Regions from separate parts of the Gossypium hirsutum genome. Here regions 2 and 3 are each linked to region 1. Evidence: chromatin contacts called from public Hi-C data. All regions are on one chromosome and are shown on one strand. The core of a region is the stretch at or near the end of the contact, and the rest is flanking DNA. Distances in the headings are between cores, read along the strand shown. Region 1 holds the start of LOC107947819. Region 2 has its middle 19 kb from the start of LOC107947784. Region 3 holds the start of LOC107947841 (V-type proton ATPase subunit E).

Region 1 (2,790 bases), core at 153-2,652:
AATAATTAATATAATTAATTTTTTAATTAAAATATTACGTAGTCATATATAATTTGAATGCCTAAAAGTAATATTATAAGACAATATTTAAATTTCAAATTTAGCACCTAAACTATGTTAAAACTTGAGATTTAATCTATATACTTTAATTTGTGACATAAATTTATCTCTCTATTTTTATATTGTTTTTAGTTAGCCTAAATTGTTAATATTCTTAACTATTTCAATCAAAATGTTAATGTCAATTTTTCTTAATAACACTATTCCAATAGAAAAATATATATTTTATCATCACAAATTAGAATGGACGTTTTTAAGAATAAAAATCCTAAATTGTATTTTCAACGTTATTTTTATTTTTACATGATTACCAAGTGCATATTTTCTTTAATTTCAAAATGTCACAACTAGACCGAGATTTTTAAATCCGAAAATTAGATAGATTAAATTCTTAAAAATAATAGTAGGAGACTAAAATCCAAATGTACAAAGTGTGTAACGATTTAAAGCATAGTTTAACTTTATTATTTTTCCTTTAATTTAAATTTGACACAATCAAATAATCAACCTTACAGGGAGCGTGGGTTGAAACTAGAGTTGTTTATGGGTCGAGTTGGATTGAGTTCGGGATGGGCCCTAACCAAATTTTAGGCTTGATTGATAGGCACGGGTTTGGCCTGAAAAATGGGCCTAAATTTTTGCCCAAGTTTAGCCTGAATAAAAATGCTAAAACTCAGGCCCAGCCCGACCTGTCCATATTAATTTTTTTTATTTTTTATTTTTTATATAAAAAATATAATACACTAAATATACGAAAAATATTAAAATATCCCAACAAATTGAAAATAAATTAAAAAATCTTTATACTTAAATAACACTAAAATAAGTGTAACTTAACAAACAAATTCCTTTAAAATAGTAGGAAAATAAACAATAAAACAAGTGTTATACAATATCTAAACATTAACAATAAAATAATACCAACATAATAGTAAAAAAATAGTAAAATTATGGTAAAAAGTGAGAAAACAACAGCAAAACACCAATTCAAAACTGAGTCAAAAATACCTTACTTAAGGATTAACCCATGTTTTAAATAAACTTTACTTTTTGCCCAAATCTATTTTTCGATCTTATAATTTTATTTAAACCCCTATATTTTTCGGAGGGAACCCAATCCGACCGTGGACAGCTGCAACCATATTAGATTAAAAAGTATGACGCATTGATTTAATTTAATTAATTTTACCCCTGACAAAGTGTAGTTATGGATTCAGTCAAAGTGGCATGATTCTATATAGGAACACTGAATTGGGCAGATGATTTGCCTCCATAAGTTTAAATATTATATGATTAAATAAAATTATAAAGTTGTCAGTATAATCCAAAATGACAAAATTATGAAGGTCAGCTGCGAAATGTTTAGGTTCTATTCAACCAAAAAATAAAAAAAGAAACTTATGTTTCTACAAATCTTACTGAATCACACACCTAAAAGAAAAAGAAATAAAGATAAATATATATTGAATTGCTTGGTGTAGTTCCAATTCGGGGGTAGTTTGCAACCTGGCAATAATGTAATCCATCACATTTACTTCTCCACAGCTACACACTCCTCCTTTTTGCTCTTCATAAATCTTCTTCATGTCTCATTTTTCTTTTAAAATCCTTTCTTTCTGGGTATTTTCTGATCTTTCACCCTTTCTCCTACAAATCCAACATGTTCTTCCTCAGCAGAATCTAAAAGTGCATGCAGAAGAAAACTAATTTTAGCTTTCTTGAACGGAATGACAGACTCCAACAAAGTTTCACAGATGGTTTGGGATCAGGTTCAGTCGAGAAGTTCTTCAGGCAACCACCCACTTGTTTCTGGACACCCGAACCGACCTATTCCTAAGCTCATGGTCTGCTCCATCCTCTTCGTCTCGCTTACTTACCTTCTCTACACTCTCAAGCTCTTAACAACCTCTGCTCAACAAACCTTCAACCATACCCCATTTACTTCCTATCTTCGTCGCTCTACAAGCTTCACATCTGCACCCTTGATTCTCAATCAGACGGCTGTGACAGCTCCACCCCATCACGGCGGTCGTGATGTCCGAGAAAAACAAAAGGTAGTAATGCAAATGGAACAAGCTCCACCGAAGCCAAAGCCGACGGAAATTCACGACGTGGTCTTTGGAATCGCGGCTTCTTCCAAGCTATGGCAGCAGAGAAAAGAGTACATCAAGATTTGGTACAAGCCAAACCAAATGCGTGGTGTGGTTTGGCTGGACGATCGCGTCAAATACTCTGCCCAAGACAACCGAACCCTTCCACCGTTTCGAGTCTCCAGCGACACTTCCAAGTTCCCTTACACCAATCGGAAGGGTCACCGTTCCGCGATTCGGATCTCGAGGATCGTGACGGAGACTTTGAGGATGAAGATGGATAACGTCCGGTGGTTCGTGATGGGCGACGATGACACCGTTTTCATCACCGCTAATCTGGTCAGGATTTTGAGGAAATATGATCATACTCAGTATTATTACATCGGAAGCTTGTCGGAATCTCATATTCAGAACATTTTTTTCTCCTACGGCATGGCTTACGGCGGCGGAGGCTTTGCCATTAGCTACCCATTGGCCAAAGCCTTGGCAAAGATGCAAGACCGGTGTATCCAGAGGTACCCCAGCTTGTACGGCTCGGATGATCGAATGCAGGCTTGTATGGCTGAACTCGGTGTCCCACTCACCAAGGAACTCGGTTTCCACCAGGTCGGTGACTCAGTTTTATCACTTTTTTTTTTTG
Region 2 (2,790 bases), core at 92-2,591, 300 kb before region 1:
CCTCAAGTCTTGTAGCTCATTGGACTAAAAAATTTCTCCAAAATAAGGGCAACGTCTCCCAACAATACTGCCTCATTTTTTTTCACTCTTGGAAAGGATAACATTAAAGTCCCTTATTGCCATCTAGGGGAGTAGAAGTATTAAGGATGGTTTCTTTTAATGCTTTCAAAGCAATCGTCTTCTAGTTTTATTCGAACTTCCATATACGAAAGCAATCGTAACAACCTATACGGGAGTCCCTATAAATACCCTTGTCAAAATAAATTGAGGGTGGTTTTGAACAATTTCAAGACGAGCCGTATCCTTCCAACCTATCCAAATTCCACCTGAAAATCCTCGTGCTTCAACCCAATGTGAATTCTGGAATCCTAAGTTTGCAATTATCTCATATGTTCTACAGCCACTGACTCTTTTTTTAGCAAACTAACGACATCGGGCTTGTATTCCATACTGTACTCTCTAAAAATGTGCGAAAACTTTGCACTTGCGCACTCTTGACAGTTCCAAGTGAATAAAGATAAATTGGAATTCATTAGAAAAAAAATAATCCTATAATATACTTTCAATTCCTACTATCGTTCACTTTCTTGAACATTTAGGCTCGCGCCCAACTCCTTAGATACTTCAGTTACCAAACCTTATAGGAACTGACTTTGTAAAAGTTCCAGAAGAACCTAGGGGACTCTTGAGGAAGAGGCATTGAAAGGACTACCCTTGTCCCTAATAATTTTATTAATGTTCTTGCCCTGCCTATTCCCTCTAGACTTACCTCATCCAGAGCGTGAAATTCCTTGCACTATGCGATGACCCACAACCCCAAGCCTACCTACGGGTAAACCCGTTGAAGAATCGGGGCTAATGTTTCCCTTAAATGCCACCACCGAATGCCAACCTGAATCCAATATGTCTTTCATTGTGGACATCATCACCTCCTACAGTCCATCAGGTCTCGATTGCTAACTAGAATGAGAGCGAGCTTCCACTACGACCCCTGCAAAGTGTTTTTCTTTCGTCTTCTCTTCTCCCCTCTCCCCAACAAGCACTGTACTTCGTGCATGCCCCTCTCGGTTCGATCTCCTTTTCTCTTCAACATCAGACTCCAATGAACTGGGAAAGATTCTTTCTTCTGTCAAGGCGCCGCCACCGTGTACCAAGTAGGTCTCCCTTTTCCCTCTAACCCTAACTGTAACATGTTTAAGCCTTCTTTGACTGGACTGGCCCTCTCCAGCCACCTCCACCAATCTCTTCTTTAGGTCTTTCTTCGGGTCCTATCCCTTCAACGGGCTTATGTGATCCAACCCTATAACTAGGGGACTCTTTCCATTTAGTCCACATTGCCCCAAGCTTCGGTTGGCTGCACCCGCTTCTTCCCATATATCCAAATCAACAGGGCTCGCTCCTCTATGGCCCATAGTAATTCCTAACCCACTATCTTCAATAGACCTGCTTCGAGTCAATTCTCTATGCCATGGGCTACTCACAATATTCCCTTGCTGACCCAAACCTATATGTGACGGTCCTACCTTTTTCATTATGAGTGAAACATCTGGGCCTGTCTTCCTTTGGCCCATTTCAGTCCCTAGTCTAAAACCTTGTTTTTGGATACCCTCATCTCCAATTAGGGTTTCCAAAGCATGAAACCTTGAATTGTTTGTAGGTCCAAGGTCCTGTCTGCCACTTATCTTGGTTGTCCTTGGCGGTCATCTACGTCTCCTTTCCACTAGCATCCAAGGGCCATAATCATCTGAATTCTTTGGTGAGTCATCCGTGTTTGAAGTTTTTTTTTCTTGTTTGTTTTCCTTCTCCATGCGCAACACTTTCTTTAAATTCTTTTGGTTTATTCACTCTTTTAGGACAAATTTCTTTTATGTGGCCATAATGGCCACACGAAAAACAAATGGTGGGTAGATACTCGTATTCAACACTCTGCAGTATTCCGTTGACCAGAACTTGAAAGATCAATGTTTTCTCCAGATTTACTTATACCGCCATCCTTGCGAACCATCCCCTAACCCCATTATCCATATTGAAATCAAGTTTCGCTACTTTCCCTACTAATCCTCTTATTTCCTACAGGATTCTCCATTGGTACATGTGCCCTGGCAATCTAGGAAGCCGAATCCACGCCATGACCATACGGAGGTAAGGTTGTGGTGTGTTAAAATCCATAGATCAAGGTTGTAAGGTTAGGTACTTCCCATAAACAATCCAAGGTCCTTGACATAGGACCTTCTTAAAGTCCTCTGGGTTCTGAAATTTAGCCAAGAAGTAACCATTTTCAACATCCATAAAGCAAAACGGTTAAGACGATTTCCACAAAGAATGGACTTTATTATGAAGCGCAATATACACAATGCTTCTTCCCAGAAGCTTAACTACCAATGTATGAGCCATGTTGTTAATTAGGATCTAGTTTACCCATTCAAAGAAACTAATCGATGGAATACCATTAATTGAAGAACGCACGACGTATGTTTCAAATAACTCGAATTCCCCTTCATAAAAAAAAAAAAACATTCGAAGTTGTTGTCTGCCCTTTGGCAAGGCCAGTCCCTATTAAACGATCCTTCCATGACAAAGGTTTCTTTGTAATCGGAGCTAAATCCATTGCCACATCCAGATCTCTCTCTGTCTCCCTGATACGAACCTTATTTGTCGAACGTGTTGCAGGTTCTCCTTCGTCGCTACTCTCGCGTTCCACAGAATTTATCATAAAATTATATATTTTAATTATTGAAAACATTATATTAAAAAATAATATAAATTATGAGTAAAGTTAGGGAGGTAATA
Region 3 (2,790 bases), core at 91-2,590, 290 kb after region 1:
TTAAATTTATATATAACAGTAGTATAAATATTCAGAGGCCAATAGCACTGAAGATTATTTTATTTATGATGATATAATATAATATAATGTTATTTTTTAAAAGTTATTTATTCTGTGCAAAACAAATGTTCTTTTATACTTTCTTTTCTATCTTATTCTTATTATACATGAAGTTATAAATGGATGAAAGGTGGATTTTTAAAAAAATAAAAAGAGATTTAACATATAAGATTTTAATAATTATTTTTTAATCATCTTTATTAAATATATTTATTAATTTATAGTAAATATTTCATAGTTATTATTATTTTTAAATTTAAATTTAATATTATAATTTACTTTCTCTAAATTTCTATATTATTTTCAACCTCTTTTATTTACATGAAATATAAAATTTATAAATGCATTTATTCCTTAACAATAAAGGTGAGCATGGGTTGGGCCGGGCCAGGCTAGGTCTGACTAAAATTCCAAGTCCATTTGCTAGGTTCGGGCTTGGTCCAAAAAATGGGTCCAAAATTTTGTCCAAGCCCGTCCTAGATAAAAATGTTAAAACTCAGGCCTAACTCAGTCCACCCATATTATTTTTTATATAATTTTAAAATATATATAATACATCAAAAATACTAAAAACATTAAAATAAATATTTCCCAACAAATTAAAAATAAATTTTAAAAAATATGTATACTTAAATAACACTAAAATAGATACAACTTAACAAGCAAATGTCTCTAAAATAATAACAAAATTAACAAATGTCTTTAAATTAATAACAAAATTAGCAATAAAATAAATTTTATACAAATAAATAGTAGCAATATAATAGTAAAATAGTAACAAAAAAAAGAAAAAATAATAAAAAATAAAATTTTTTATCATTTAGTGAATTTAGGCCGAATCGAACAAAAAATACCTTACTTATGGCCTAATTCATTTTATAAAAGATTATTTTTTATCTAAATTCTATCACATTTCGGATAAATGTTCAGACCAAACCGGTTGGCCCGATCCATGCTCACCCCCGCTTAACAGCGCATGTGAGGAATAAAATCTAGTAAATCTAAAAAGGTAACGTAACTTCTAATCATCCCGTGGAAAGGAGAGAGAAAATCTACAGCGGAGATAAAACGCGAGGCTTGATTAATTCAGTATTCCTCACAATCAGACGGTCAGAATTGTTTTTTTAAACGAACGGCCCTTGATCAGACACATATACGGAGCACGTGAGAAAAATAAAAACTGGTTCAGCGACAGAGTTGGATTTATTTCTCTTACCTCTATCAAATACCAGCCAAACATCGTCGTCTTCTACACTCTTCTCTGGTAAGTTCATCGAAAGATCAAATCAAGATCCCTGCCAAAATGAACGACGCTGATGTATCCAAGCAGATCCAGCAGATGGTGAGATTCATCCGCCAGGAAGCGGAGGAAAAGGCTAACGAGATCTCTGTTTCCGCTGAAGAGGTACTTCAATTCTCTCTATTTTATTCACTTTTTGTTTCTTTTTGGATATTATGGTGAAAAATTGATTGTACAATGATGTGTATTTTAGGAGTTCAACATCGAGAAGCTTCAATTGGTGGAAGCGGAGAAGAAGAAGATTAGGCAGGAGTACGAGAAGAAGGAGAAGCAAGTTGAAATCCGAAAGAAAATGTAAATTCTTCAATTTACTTTACTTTTCCCTTTTTTCTGCTGTCTAAATTTCTGTTTTTACTTCAGTTTATTTATCGCACTGGATCTCTATGTTTTAGTGGATATTTGATTGAATTCAAAGTGAGGTTAACATTTCTACTTAAATATAACCAAAATATAACACTTAACTTATTGGAAATTAGTCAGATTTCAAAACGGCACTATTGTAGTTAGTAATCCAAAACTTAATGTGATTTGGGTTTTATAGAACCTTGTAGAAGATTGATTATCGTGGTGATAATTGATGTGAAAGTGAAGCGATTTTAGATTGTTTTGATGCAGAATTGGCACTCAGGAGTTATCAATTAGGAATATACCCATTCTTGTGTGAAAAATATTCAATTTATTCTAATTGTTGCAGTGAGTATTCGATGCAGCTTAATGCATCTAGGATCAAGGTCCTTCAGGCTCAAGATGGTGTGGTTAATGCAATGAAAGAATCAGCATCCAAGGACCTTCTCAATGTGAGCCATGATCACCATGTTTACAAAAGGCTTTTGAAAGATCTAATTGTTCAGGTCTGTGCATTTCTGGATCATTAACCCTTTCTTGGAAAGTTGCAACATTAGATAAAACTCTTCGGAGGTTTTGATTTGAATAACTTTTATTGCAGAGTTTAGTTAGACTGAAAGAGCCTGGAGTCCTACTCCGTTGTCGCAAAGAAGATTTGCATTTGGTGGAGTCTGTTCTGGATTCAGCAAAGGAGGAATATGCTTCTAAAGTGAATGTTCATCCACCAGAGATAATCGTTGATGATGTCCATCTTCCCCCTGGCCCTTCTCATCATCATGGTTTTTTCCATCATCATGCTGAGGCTCATGGACCTTTCTGGTATATATATATATAAATTTTTGGTATTCTGTACCAACGTTTCTCCTTATGGTTTATGAGCAGAGATGGTATTCGGTATATTATTATGTGTTTCACTGAACAAGATCAGAGATGGAATGCTAATACTTATTTCTTTTTAAAATTTTGCAGCTCTGGAGGTGTAGTCATAGCATCTCGAGATGGAAAAATTGTGTTTGAGAATACCCTGGATGCACGGTTGGATGTTGCATTCAATAAGAAACTTCCAGAGGTGGGTTTTGTTAGAT

What was found. A called contact is a pair of places that touch in the nucleus more often than the background predicts.
Region 2: a contact with region 1 is called in a Hi-C map of leaf, with 2.7 times the contacts expected there. The contact joins the enhancer-like site here to the promoter of LOC107947819 in region 1. A contact is called at or near these places in 7 of 34 Hi-C or Micro-C datasets (hypocotyl, leaf and petal).
Region 3: a contact with region 1 is called in a Hi-C map of leaf, with 2.6 times the contacts expected there. The contact joins the promoter of LOC107947841 here to the promoter of LOC107947819 in region 1. A contact is called at or near these places in 2 of 34 Hi-C or Micro-C datasets (both in leaf).

What each region holds. Positions count from the first base shown.
Region 1 is chrA08:92,156,614-92,159,403 of Gossypium_hirsutum_v2.1, forward strand. It overlaps LOC107947819, which reads left to right and starts at 1,403. Exons shown (of 3, transcript XM_016882338.2): 1 at 1,403-2,756. The coding sequence starts at 1,788.
Region 2 is chrA08:91,858,075-91,860,864 of Gossypium_hirsutum_v2.1, forward strand. No RefSeq gene overlaps it. Among protein-coding and RNA genes, the nearest start is that of LOC107947784, 19 kb to the left of the region's middle. Within about 2 kb of position 1,342, at least 9 of the 9 cell types and tissues checked have an H3K27ac peak or open chromatin away from gene starts, as enhancers often do. A contact at or near this core is called in hypocotyl and leaf, where this site is marked.
Region 3 is chrA08:92,448,296-92,451,085 of Gossypium_hirsutum_v2.1, forward strand. It overlaps LOC107947841 (V-type proton ATPase subunit E), which reads left to right and starts at 1,341. Exons shown (of 6, transcript NM_001327537.1): 1 at 1,341-1,465; 2 at 1,554-1,654; 3 at 2,055-2,211; 4 at 2,307-2,524; 5 at 2,675-2,774. The coding sequence starts at 1,364.